2 separate regions of the Mus musculus genome follow, and region 1 is linked to region 2. A link is a contact called in public HiChIP or PLAC-seq data. All regions are on one chromosome and are shown on one strand. The core of a region is the stretch at or near the end of the contact, and the rest is flanking DNA. Distances in the headings are between cores, read along the strand shown.

Region 1 (6,431 bases), core at 735-3,234, 450 kb before region 2:
TCCCAGTAACTCTGCACTCAAAGGCTGTTTCACTAGACTGGCTCCACGATCTGTAGGCAGCTGCTTGGGACATGGGCCAGTGATAAGCACGGGCTTAGAATTCCTCCAGTGAGAAGGGCTGATGGGTGTGGCTCACGGAGAGCCCTTCCCAGAGTCCTCCAGTGAGAGACTCGGGGGCATGACTCATTGGGAATGTTCCTGTATTAACAGAAGGCTTGTCTGGGCTTAGCCCTTTATCATGTTCACAGTCATCTTCAGCTAGTGAGCGCACTCAAGACCAGGCTGGACTATATGAGACCCTGTTTTAAAAGGGAATGGGCTGGAGAAGTGGCTCAGCCATTGAGAGCACATGTTGCTCTTGCAGAGGGCCAGGTTCAATTCCCAGCACCCACATGGGGACTCAAAAACATCAATAACTCCAGTTCCAGGGAATCTAGTGCCCTCTTCTGACTTCTGTGGGCACCATCTATGTGACATGGTACACATACATATATACGGGCAACACAGCCATACACATAGAATTAAGAATATTTATTTTTAAAAAATTCATTGTGGAGCTAGAGAGGTGGTCTTGCTCTTACAGAAGACCCAAGTTCAATTCCCAGCACCTACATACAGATCATGGTTGTCTATGGCCATAGCCATGTGGCCATGGCCATAAAGTAGAGGTTCCAGGGAATCTGACACCCTCACATAGATATACACTCAAGAAAAAACACCAATGCACACACACATAAGACACATCTTGCTGCAAGTGGTGGCTCACGCCTTTAATCCCAGCACTCGGGAGGCAGAGGCAGGCAGATTTCTGAGTTTGAGGCCAGCCTGGACTACAGAACAAGATCCAGGATGGCCAGGGCTACACAGAGAAACCCTGTCTCCAAAAACAAAAGCAAACAAAACACCAAAAATAGAAACATTTATTTAGTGTGTATTTATGTGCATATGTGTGCCCTGTCTCTGTGGGATGTATGGGAGTGTGAGTGCAGTGTTCCCAAAGGCCAGAAGAGGGCGACAGATCTCCTGGTGCTGGAGTTCCAGGTGGTTGTATTGCCCAACGCGTGGGAAGGAAGTTTGTGCTGTCCTCTGCAAGAGTAGTGCAGTATCTTAACCTGGGAAACCCTTCTCTCCCTCCTTCTCTCCCTCCTTCTCTCCCTCCTTCTCTCCCTCCTTCTCTCCCTCCTTCTCTCCCTCCATCCTGATTGGATTTGTAACAGATTTGTTAGGCTGACAGGCATGGAAGCAAACACCTTTTTGTTGTTGTTGTTGTTGTTTTGGTTTTTTTGTTTTTTGTTTTTTTATGAGACAGGGTTTCTCTGGGTAGCCTAGGGTGTCCTGGAACTCACTCTGTAGACCAGGCTGGCCTCGAACTCAGAAATCCGCCTACCTCTGCCTCCCAAGTGCTGGGATTAAAGGCGTGCGCCACCACGCCCGGCCCGAGGCAAGCACTTTTGAAGGAAAGTTTGCTTACTGCTCCCAAGAGAGGGGGGGCACACATGGCCATGCCCATAAAGTAGGGGTGTGTCAGTTTCTCAGTGCCTATATCTGTCTGTCTGTCTGTCTGTCTGTCTGTCATCTGTCTGTCTAGGCAGAGGCCAGGAGCTTTGGTAGGACTTTCTCTAGAGTGAACTGGCTGGGTTGGGCAGACCCATTTGAGCCTCCCTGGAGAGAGCTGGATGGAGGGACACTGCTCTGGTCTGGGTCATAGCAGGTCTCTAGATGTCTAGGATTTGGCCCCATGGTGACTGAGGACAGGGAAGGCCTGGGTGTTGTGTGAGGTGAGTTGTTGGGGAGGATTTTGAATTAGCTCATGTGCTTGTGGAAGGCAGGTGTTTGCTCTGTCTGGGAGGTAGCTCACCCCAGCTCTGCCAAGCCTCTGAAAACGGAGTGGAAACCAAGCTGCCTGTATACCTCATGCTGGCTCCTGCTGCTTTCTTTCAAGACAAGATGGCTGAGTGCAGAGCTGCTGTTTCTGCTTCCTGCACTCCTCCACCCTCTCCCCACACTATGTGCTCCACCCTCAGCTGAGTCACCCTGGTGCTCTGGGAGGTCCCTGACCTGCATGCTTTTCCTTTGCTCCCCCTCTTTGGCTTTTAGGTTTCACTGCCTCCCATGTGACCTTTCAAAGTCCTTGCCTGGGTCCCCATTTCTTCCTGTGGAGATTTCCTCGACTCCCCAGCGTTCAAGTATCATCCTCATCGCTGGCCAGTGGTTACTCAGTCCTGTGCTAGTTCAGCTCCAGCCTAGAGCTATTGGCCCTGCCTAGGAGCTCAAGGGCTGCGCCTGCGACCTGGTGAAGCCTCTGGTTACTGCTTCAGGGCCCAGCATCCAGGCAGTACGGGTCACTTTGTAGTCTTCTTTATTCCTAAAGCTTTCACTCCTACACCAAGGCCTTCAGATTCACACTCCAAATTAAAGGTCTATTGTGTCTAAGACCAGGCTGGCCTTGAATTTAGAAATCCACCTGCCCCTGCCCCTGTCCGTCCCTGTACCTCTGCCTCCTGAGTACTGGGATTACAGGTGTGGGCTAACACATTCAGCCCACAAACTAAATTTTTAAAATGTGTTTCAGACTGGCTGTGGTAGTATGTGCCTGTAACACCAGCAGGTGGGAGGCCGAGGAGGCTGAGACAGTTGAGTTCAAGGCTAACCTGGGCAGTTTAGCAGGATGCTATCTCAAACTGAAAATAATAAGTAAAAAGGGTCCCCATTAACTCAGTGTAGGCAGCTGCCAAGTCTGTGCAAGGAGGGGTTTGGGTTGCCTTCCAACACACACACACACACACACACACACACACACACACACACACCCCTCACTTAAGGCCAGGCAAACAGACCAGTAGAACAAGAACAAAACTGACCCAGGACCCCATCTCACCACACATCCCAGGATGACCTTGAACTTCCCATCCTCTTGCTTCTACTCCCTAAATTCTGCACTAGAGCTGTGTACCCACACACCTGGCTTGTGTGGTGCTGGGGATCAAACCTAAGGCTTCTTGCACACTAGGTACAGCTCTGCTGACTGAGCCATGTACCCAGCAGGTGAGTGATGATGGACAGGTCTACCAAGGCTTTGGGTGGGGAAAAGGTGGACTCCTTAGCAGTTGGTCAGTCCCACTGCAGAAGGAGACTGGGTCTGTCCTCGCTGGGTGTCTGGGTGTCCACTGCTATGATAAGCACCACAGCAAAAAGCAGCCTAGGAAGGAGAGGGTTTATGTCATAGCTCTGTCAGTCATGGAAGTCAGGGCAGGCACTGAGGTAGAGCCATGGAGGACTGCTGCTTCCTGCCTTGTTCCCCATGGTTTACTCACCTGTGATCTCATACACTCCCACATCACCTGGCCAGGGATGACACCGCCCACAGTGGGCAGGGCCCGCATCAGTCATTAGTCAAGAAAATGCCCTTACAGTTTTACCTATAGGTCAGTTTGATAGAAGCATCTTCTCAACTGAGGATCCCCTTCACAGATGACAGCAGCCTATATCAGGTTGACAAAAGACTGCCCAGTTCCCCGTCTCTTCTTGTACCAGTGCTCAGCTCGGACACTGCACTGGGATGGAGATTCATGGTAGAGCACTGGTGTAGCATATTTGAGAGTCTGGCTTTAATTGCCTGCAACACGCGTGCACATGCACACACACGCACACACATGCACATGAAAACTGTGATGAATTATCTAAGATCTTACCTTGTACTATTTAATTCTCTGAGACATCATCTTAGTTCGGGCTTTCCTGACGTACAGTGATGCAGCTGCCTCATCTGCATGCCATAGTTAGAGACATGAGCCACCACACCCAGCCAACTTGTAGAACACTTAGAAGAAAATGTTGATACACATCTTACCCCGGAATTAGGCAATGATTTATTAGAACTGAAATTTAACTGTAAGTGGGGGGACACACTTTTTTTTTTGTTTTGTTTGGTTTTTGTTTTTGTTTTTCGAGACAGGGTTTCTCTGTATAGCCCTGGCTGACCTGGAACTCACTCTATAGACCAGGCTGGCCTCAAACTCAGAAATTCGCCTGCCTCTGCCTCCCAAGTGCTGGGATTAAAGGCGTGCACCACCACCGCCCGGCCAGGGACACACGTTTAATCCCAGCAGAGGTAGGAGGATCCCTGAGTTCAAAGCCAGCCTTGTCTACAAAGTGAGTTCCAGGACAGCAGAAAACCAAACCAAACAAACAAAAGGAATAATACTTAAACCCCAATTGAAAAAACAAAATAGGTCAATTAGATTTCATCTAAAAGGAAAGGTCTGGACCCAGGCAAGGGAGTGTGTGTGTTGTAATCCTAGCACCCGAAGGCCTAGTTGCAGGATTGAGCAGTAGAGACCAGCCAGATGCTGTCTTGACAATAGTTAAAACAGGCTGAAATCAAGCCGGGCGTGGTGTCGCACGCCTTTAATCCCAGCACTCAGGAGGCAGAGGCAGGTGGATTTCTGAGTTTGAGGCCAGCCTGGTCTACAGAGTGAGTCCCAGGTCAGCCAGGACTGCACAGAGAAACCCTGTCTCGAAAAATCAAAAACAAACAAACAAACAAACAAAAAAACAGGTTAAAATCTGGCCTCTGACCTCCACACATGTAGCCACACTTTCCTCTCATACACAAACACATATACTCCATGGTTAAGAGCACTAGCTGCTCTTCCAGGTTCAGTTCCCAGCACACACTGCATCTAACAAACAACATCTTCTGGCCCACTCAGGCTTCACGTACATACATGATGGCCAAACACCCATACACACAAAATAATAAAATTTAAATTAGTGAACAAAACTTTATCCAGAAAGTAAAAAAGACCCTTAGGAAGAGATGTGCCTATCGTGGCCACATAGCCGGGAGGCCCGAGCCAAACCGACCTCAGTTCTCCCATCTCAGTGGCAAGAGAGACATTAGCCCATCTGAGAGGTGGGCAGGATTGGGGCAAGGCTTCCTAAGTCTAGTCTCACGGCATCCGACGCCCTCTTTTGGCATTCTCGGGCACTGCACACATGGTACACAAATATGAATGCGGACAAAATGCTCACACATAAAAAATAAAATGTAAAGAGTAAAGTTAAGCCAGGCTTGGAAGGGCACACATTTAACCCTGGCATTCACAAGGCAGAAGCAGGTAGATCTCTGTGGTCTATATATGGAGCTCTAGGCCAGCCCGGGCTACACAATATGATCCTGCTTCAGAAAACCAAAAAATATTCTGAGTTGGAAGCCAGCTTTGTTTACAGAGTGAGTTCCAGGATAACCAGGGCTACACAGAGAAACCCTGTCTCAAGAAACTAAAAAATGGGCTGGAGAGTTAGCTCAGTGGTTAAGAGCACTGACTGCTCTTCTGAAGGTCCTGAGTTCAAATCCCAGCATCCACATGGTGGCTCACAACCACGTGTAATGAGATCTGGTGCCCTCTTCTGGAGTGTGGGAAGACAGCTACAGTGTACTTACATATAATAATAAATAAATCTTTAAAAAAAAAAATCCAAAACTGCAATGACCTTAACCATGGACTTGCCATGGTCAGCAGCTCTCCTCCAGCATGTGTTCATCGCAGCATTGTGTGTAATATCCCAAAAAGGAAACAAAGCAACTCTATCAAGAGATGAATGGGGGCCAGGCAGCTCATGTGCTAGAATGCTTAACCTGGCATGCACCCGCCACCTCATAAACCGTGTGTAGTGCACACCTGTCACCCCAGGATGCAAGAAGTAGAGGCAGGAAGATTGGGAATGCAAAGTCATTCTTGTTAAAAGCCAGCTTATACATGAGACCGTATCTGAGGTCGGGGGAGCTGAACATTAAGAATTTGTAACAGGTGTGGTAGCACAGACATGAGACTCCAGAATTCAGGGGGTAGAGGCAGGAGGGATCAGAAACTCAGTGTTGCCGGGCAGTGGTGGCACACGCCTTTAATCCCAGCACTTGGGAGGCAGAGGCAGGCAGATTTCTGAGTTCGAGGCCAGCCTGGTCTACAGAGTAAGTTCCAGGACAGCCGGGGATACACAGAGAAACCTTGTCTCAAAACAACAACAACAAAAACCAGAAACTCAGTGTCACTCTGCCTCCCAAGTGCTGGGATTAAAGGCGTGTGCCACCATGTCCGGCTCAGTGTCATTTTCAACTACACTTAGAGTTTGAGGCCAGCCTGGACTACATGAGGCCAGCCTGAGAAAAGGGCCAGAGGGTTAAGGGCACACTGAGCAACTGTGAGAGAAGAGGTGGTCTCATACACATTGGCTATCCTCGCACTGTGGGGCTGAAAACAAGGGCATTGCTGGGGCTTGATGGCCACCACCCTAAGGAGGGGGGGTGGGCTGGGAACACACATACCCCAGGTTCTGGGAGAGAGAGAGCCTGCCTCAAAAGAATAAGATGGCACTAGATATCCGACCTTCCTCTGACCTCTGCACAGCAGTGCTCAGTATGTCTCTCT
Region 2 (6,422 bases), core at 1,065-3,564:
CATTTCTTTATCTATATGGGTGTGCACATGCATGATGTGGCGCTCCAATGGAGGTCAGAGGCCAATCTGTGGAAGTCACTTCTTTCCTTTCACCCTGAAGGTGAGTCCCTGGGGGCTGAACTTAGGCTTATAGGCAAATGGCTCTGCCTGCTAAGCAATCTTACTGGCCCAAGGATATCATTTTGTTTCCCTAGCTGTTAGACTTGGTAGCTCCCTCTTGAGTGCTAGGAATGTTTCACACACACCATTAGCCCTGCTTGATTCTGCAACCCTACAAGAGAGGAATGATTCTTACCCCATTTCACACAAGAGCAAAGTGCAACTCGGACAGGTCAAGAAAGCACATGTGGAGCTGGGCGTGGTGGCGCACACCTTTAATCCCAGCACTTGGGAGGCAGAGGCAGGCGGATTTCTGAGTTCAAGGCCAGCCTGGTCTACAGGACAGCCAGGGCTACACAGAGACCCTGTCTCGAAAAACCAAAAAAAAAAAAAAAGAAAGCACATGTGGCTGAGTGGGGAGGCTCACCTGGTGGGTGTCAGAACCAAGCAGAAGATGCCATAAGGGTCCTCAGACAGCTTCTGCAAGATGGGAAGCACAAAGGCTGCTGTCTTGCCACTTCCTGTTTTTGCACAGCCCAAGCAGTCCCGACCTAGGCAGATGGCAAAGCAGCATCAGTGTGGAGCAAGGGCCATGATTGGTCCCTTGGGCATTCCCTCATTATTGTAAGAAATAGATGGGTATGGTCTGCTTTTAGTACGAGGTGAGCTTACAGTTCACTAGAGCTACAGATGAGTTGGAGGCACTGGGTCCTTCTCTCCCCTAGTTAGTCTAAGACTCGGAGAGTTACAGGTGCTCTGCTATGTGACTGAGCCCATGATTAGAAAGGAAGGGCAGCCAGGCAGTAGTGGCGCACACCTTTAATTTCAGCACTTGGGAGGCAGAGGCAGGCAGATTTCTGAGTTCAAGGCCAGCCTGTTCTACAGAGTGAGTTCCAGGACAGCCAGGGCTATACAGAGAAACCCTGTCTCAAAAAAACAAAAAAACAAGGGAAAAAAAAAAGAAAGAAAAGAGAATAGAAGAGAGGCAGCCTCAAGACCCAAACTATTCATTAGAGAAGACTTGGGGCCCCAATGGACCAATGGGATGGGGAATTTGGGGAGGGGAAAAGCCCTGCAGGTCTATGGAAGAAAAGGTCAGGAATTTCCCATATTTGGGGAAAGGCTTCAAAAACTTGCTTGAAATCACCACACCAGCTATTTTTGCCTTTTCTCTATGCTGGTACCCCTTTCTCCAGAATTGAATATTTAAAACTGTTTCATTTCCACTAGTCCCTTGAACGTGTTATTATCTAATTTCCAACAATTATTATAATTGCTTGTTTGAAACAAATTTTCAGGTAGCCCAGGCTGGTCTGCAACTTGCTACCAAACTGAGGATCACCTTGAACTCCTGATCCTCTTGCTTCCACCTGCTCAGTATTGAGATGACTGAGAGTCACCACGTCCGGCTCCAAGGACGCCTCTTTAATGGCAAAAGTGAACTGGGTCGAAGAGCACTGACACAAACACGGAGCATTGGTTTTTACCTGGAGTTTGACGGCTTCTACGTCAAAGCCAGCTCTACCCTTTTTTTTTTTCAGTGCCATGTTTTAGTCATTCACCGATCTCTCCCTATGCTCGGGTGCTACGAAAACTTAAGAGGTGCCACCCATCACCTGTGTGATAATGAACACGAGTCGGTCGCAGCGTAAATGTCAATGCTGCGGGTCAGGGTCCCCGAAACACTCAATGCTGTCCTGATTCCTGGAACCCAAGTGGGGCTAAGGAAGAGCGGGCAAAGAAAGGCATTAAAAGAAAGGCGAGAACTCACCTTCCAGGATGGCCGGAATGCACCCGAGCTGCACCGGCGTGGGCTGCTTCAACCCCAGCTGTCGACACTGTTCTACCAGCCACGACGACAACCCGATCTCAGCGAACCCCGCCATGCTCCAGACCCGGGCAGAGAACCTAGAAATGAGTGCTTCCGGCGCGTGAATGCTACGTCACGTCCACCCCGGCGCAGTCCGGCCTGGAAAAGTTGTGAGAGGACGTTGGCGGAGGAATGTGACGTCACGGAGAGACCCTCTCCAGATCCTTCAACCAATCCGAGCTTTGACCGCTTTTCAGTGTTTTGGTTCTGAAGGCCTTGTGTTTGTTGACGGAATCCGAACTATAGTTCTCGGGAGGCTTTGCAAGGTTTCTTTTTCATCGCCTCTGATTTGTCCCATAGAACTACGTTTCCCAGAGTTCCTGACGACGGGGACCTGCTTCCGGCCTACGTGTCCCAGAAGAAGGTTGGTTAGAGGTGCGGTGACATGGCTCCTCCGGTTCCTGGCGCGGTCTCTGGCGGCTCCGGAGAGGTAGATGAGCTGTTCGACGTGAAGAACGCTTTCTACATCGGCAGCTACCAGCAGTGCATCAACGAGGCTCAGCGCGTGAAGGTGGGCAGCGTGCGGAGCAGCTTCCGGCGCGCTCTGAGGTTCTGGTCCGAGGACTCGGTTTCTCTTATAATTAGGGATGGTTTTCAATTTACTCTGTAACCGAGGCTAACCTTGAGGTCCTGCGCCTCCAGTCTTCACCCCTCCAGTGCTAGGATGACAGGTGTGCACCCCTGTGCCAAGCTTCCAACTTTCTGGTGGTTGATTGACAGGGGCTCACTTTATAGCCCAGGCTGACCTGAAGTCAGGGTAATGGTGAGGTGACAGGTGTGCGCCACTAGCTCCATCATAAAACCTCTTACTGTTTCGTTTTTAAACCCCCCCCGCCCCCCTTTTTTAAGTGTCTAAAGTCAGGCATCATGGTGCACGCCTTCTATTCCAGCACTTGGGAGGCTGATCTCTGTAAGTTTAGGGTCAGCCTGATCTTCATAAGCAGTTCTAGGTCAGTTCGGGTAATACTGTAATCTGTCTTAATAATAGTCCTAAACCGGAGGTAGCTTGGTGTGCCTTAAATCCCAGCACCCAGAGGCAGAGGCAGTCAAGTCTCTGAGTTTTGGACCACTCTGATCTACATAGCGACTTCCAGGACAGCCAGGGTGCTACAGAAAAACCCCGTCTTGAACTGTACCCTCCTCGCCTCCCCCACTCCCCCCAAAAGGGAAGTTTGGTTATAAAAGAAGACAGTCTCCTTTAGCCCAGGCTGGCCTCAGACTCCCCATGTTGCTGAAGAGCACTGAATTCCTGATGGCCATGCCTGCTCTCTGGAGTGCTGGGATCATAGTGTGCACAGCCAAAGCACAGCTTCGATGCAAATGCTCCACAGGCTAAATCCTTGCCCTGGTTTTGTTTTATGTTTTAAGCAGCTTCATATAGCCCAGGCTGTCCCTAGATGTAGCAGTCTTGTCTCAGCCTCCCAGATGCAGGATGACAGGCCTGTGCCACAATGCTCAGCTTGTCTTTAGTTCATTAAAGATGTGACCCGTGTTTGCAACAGCCTGTGTGTGTTGTTGACAGAATCACCTGTCACTCATTCTTCACTGTGCACTCGTGGAAAACAGCATTCCTGCTGGGCTCAGTAAGGGATGGAGTTGGTGGAACTACAGGCTTTCTAGGTATAGTAGCCTTGGCAACAGAGGCAGCACAGAGAGCCAGGAAATGGCAGAATGGGTGTAGAAAGTGGTGGTCTTAGACTTGCCTGTTTTGAATGTGAAACAGAGTCAGGGCTGTGATGGGCTGGGGCATGGCTCAGGTAAACTATGTGGAGGCTTGTCCTTACCAGGCTAAAAAGCTGTTTTGTTAAGGTTCTGGACAAGAGGCAAGAAGATCCAACTTGTTCTCAGCTATGTAGTGAGTTTGAGGCCAGCCTAGTCTGCATGAAACCCTGTCTCCAAAACTCCCAAAATAATAAAATCAAAGCCAAATTCATTGAGCTTGTAAAGCGCCCAACAGGGCTGGGGCATGCAGCTGTGCTGCTGCTGTAGCCGTAGTGGCACTGCACGCTGTGATACTGGGATGACGCTGTGATACTGGGATGACGGCGGAGCCTCCTTGGGCTCGCATCAGTTGAGAGAAGATCAGGGCTTTGCACACTGGGTGCCCTCTGGAGGCTTTGGGGCTTCTGGGTCTCCTGGATTCCAGCTGAGACCCAGAGCTATGAGCCTAGCAGGGAGGCTGCCCAGCCTCACTCTGCATATCTTCTCACAGCTCTCCAGTCCTGAGCGGGAAGTAGAGAGGGATGTCTTCCTATACAGAGCATACCTCGCACAGGTGAGTGTGGACAGCCTGGGGAAGGGCACAGAGTATTATGCAGGAAAGCCGTGGACAGCCAGGCCAGGGGACTGTCAGGATGCCTCATCACGGGGAGGGTTAAGTATGTGTGGTCCTGAGAATTGAACTCAGGTCATCAGGCTTGGCAGCCATCTCACATAGCTTAGACTGGCCTTGGATTCACTATGGAGTCCAGGATGACCTTCCTTTCCTGCCTCCACCTCCCTTGTGCTACCATGCCTGGCTTCGTCATTACCTACAGAAAACACAAGGTGTATTTTCACTTCTGTGTTCTAAAAACAGCCCCAGGCTGTGCAAGGTGGCACAGGCCCGTCTTCCCAGCACTTGGGAGCCTGAGGCAGAAGGAGCTCAAGTTTAAAGTACCCTGGGCTACACAACAAAATGCTGCTCAAAAAGATATATTCCTAGTGACCTCTGAAAAGGTCTTCTTCACTCTGGCCCAGGGCAAGGGCTGAGGTGCCCCAGGAGGAGCCTGGTAAACAGCCTCCTAACCACAGACTGCATCACCACCCTGTGCCTAGGTCAGTCGCACACTCTGTGTGGTTCTGTGTGGCTGTGATCTTCCCAACAGGGCATGGTGACACAGTACTTGGAAGGCTGAGGAAGGGGATTGCTGCAACTCTGAAAGCAGCCTGGTTGAGAAAGGACAGCAAGGGACAGGTGGCTCCAGAAGTAGCTGTGGGTGTCAGCAAGAGATCTGCCAGGTGGGGGAAGGTGGGACATAGCAGACACCCTCTGCCCCCACCCTGCTGACACATGTCCCCAGCTACAGCAGGGAAAACAAACGTGGCCACCTTGCTGCCTGCTGCAGATGCATGTGACACTGCTGTCTTGGGCAGTGTGCTGGTGGTGTGGGCTGTGGGTTGGGAATATAAAGCCTTTAGGTAGGAAGGACTGATATGCACCTGTGACCGTAGAGGAAGTATGGCGTGGTCCTGGATGAGATCAAACCCTCCTCGGCCCCAGAACTCCAGGCTGTGCGCATGTTTGCTGAGTACCTTGCCAGTGAGAACCAGAGGTAAGGTTTGGCCAGGGCAGGTGGCACTAGGCCCAAATAGCTGGAGCCCAGGGTCTGCTCCAACCTGCAGAGAGAGGGTAAGATGTCCTCACTTCTGGTGTCTCCATTCACTTCCCTTGCCTGCCCAGTGGAGGTGGTGGTGGACCCTGCTGCACAGGCCGTACCTAGCTGGGGTGTAGATATATGTTGATCACGCCAAGGACGCTCATGACCTTGGCTTCCTAGCACAGAAAAGAACACGTTGTGGGGGGGGGCGACTCTGGTAACTGTTCAGCAAGCCCTGTCTTAGAGCCTCAGACCTAAGAACACTGTCCCTTCCTAGCAGCTGTGCTAGCCGTACCCAGGGTAGAGTAGATCTTGCCTGCTTCACCCAAACCCAGGCCTGTTCATGGGCTTAGCACGAGGCCAGGGCACAGAGGCCTTTAGGATTCCCACCACCCAGAAATTGACCACTTCTGATGCAGTTTCTCAGCTATCACATGTAGCCCTCTAGCACGCAGATGGCCTGAGTGCCTGTTCTCACCTCTCCTAACTTGTTTTGTCATGTGCATGAGCAGGGATGGCTGGAAGCATCAAAAGCTGGTCTCCCTGATGCACCATGTTAGGGTTGCCTGGTGCTCTGTTAGGATGGCCTGGCCGCTCTGGTGCTCACTGCTGTGCACCCCTGGACTGACACGGCTCTGCGCTCCTGAAGAATGGGATCCCTCAGAGGCATGAGGCTGACTCCTGCCTTAGCCTCACAGTGAGCAGCCACATCTTGCAGGGACAGCATCGTGCTGGAGCTGGATCGGGAGATGAGCAGGAGTGTGGATGTGACCAATACCACTTTCCTGCTCATGGCTGCCTCCATCTACTTCCACGACCAGAACCCGGATGCAGCCCTGCGAACCCTGCACCAGGGCGACGGCCTTGAGTGGTGAGTGGCCTGAAGCCTGCTTCTTCTGGCTTCTCTAAAACAGGGTCTTACTGGGGCCCAGTCTAACCCTGACTCCCATAAGTTGTCCTCTGATCTCCACACTTCCACACTTGTGGTTTGGACATGCGCAAACACACACACACAAATAGAAAGAAAAGAGAACTTAGGTAAGTCCAAGCTGAAGGATCCCAGAGGGAGGATAAGAAGGGACTACAATCAAAAT

What was found. HiChIP or PLAC-seq counts read pairs in DNA pulled down with a chosen protein or histone mark.
Region 1: an H3K4me3 HiChIP or PLAC-seq map of bone marrow-derived macrophages shows a contact between it and region 2, with 2.3 times the contacts expected there. The contact joins the enhancer-like site here to the promoter of Cope in region 2. A contact is called at or near these places in 7 of 39 promoter capture datasets (the C10 cell line, cranial neural crest, liver and 3 more), 3 of 115 datasets of contacts at active chromatin or transcription factors (bone marrow-derived macrophages and large pre-B cells) and 2 of 9 other capture datasets (liver and macrophages).

What each region holds. Positions count from the first base shown.
Region 1 is chr8:69,849,092-69,855,522 of GRCm38.p6, forward strand. The region is part of intron 1 of Pbx4 (pre B cell leukemia homeobox 4); the gene reads left to right. Among named protein-coding and RNA genes, the nearest start is that of Pbx4, 20 kb to the left of the region's middle. Within about 2 kb of position 1,985, at least 73 of the 459 cell types and tissues checked have an H3K27ac peak or open chromatin away from gene starts, as enhancers often do. A contact at or near this core is called in bone marrow-derived macrophages, where this site is marked.
Region 2 is chr8:70,300,453-70,306,874 of GRCm38.p6, forward strand. It overlaps Cope (coatomer protein complex, subunit epsilon), which reads left to right and starts at 2,315. Exons shown (of 10, transcript NM_021538.2): 1 at 2,315-2,480; 2 at 4,182-4,244; 3 at 5,183-5,283; 4 at 6,047-6,199. The coding sequence starts at 2,355. Ddx49 (DEAD box helicase 49) reads right to left here and starts at 2,000. Exons shown (of 13, transcript NM_001024922.2): 1 at 1,871-2,000; 2 at 527-650. The coding sequence starts at 1,985.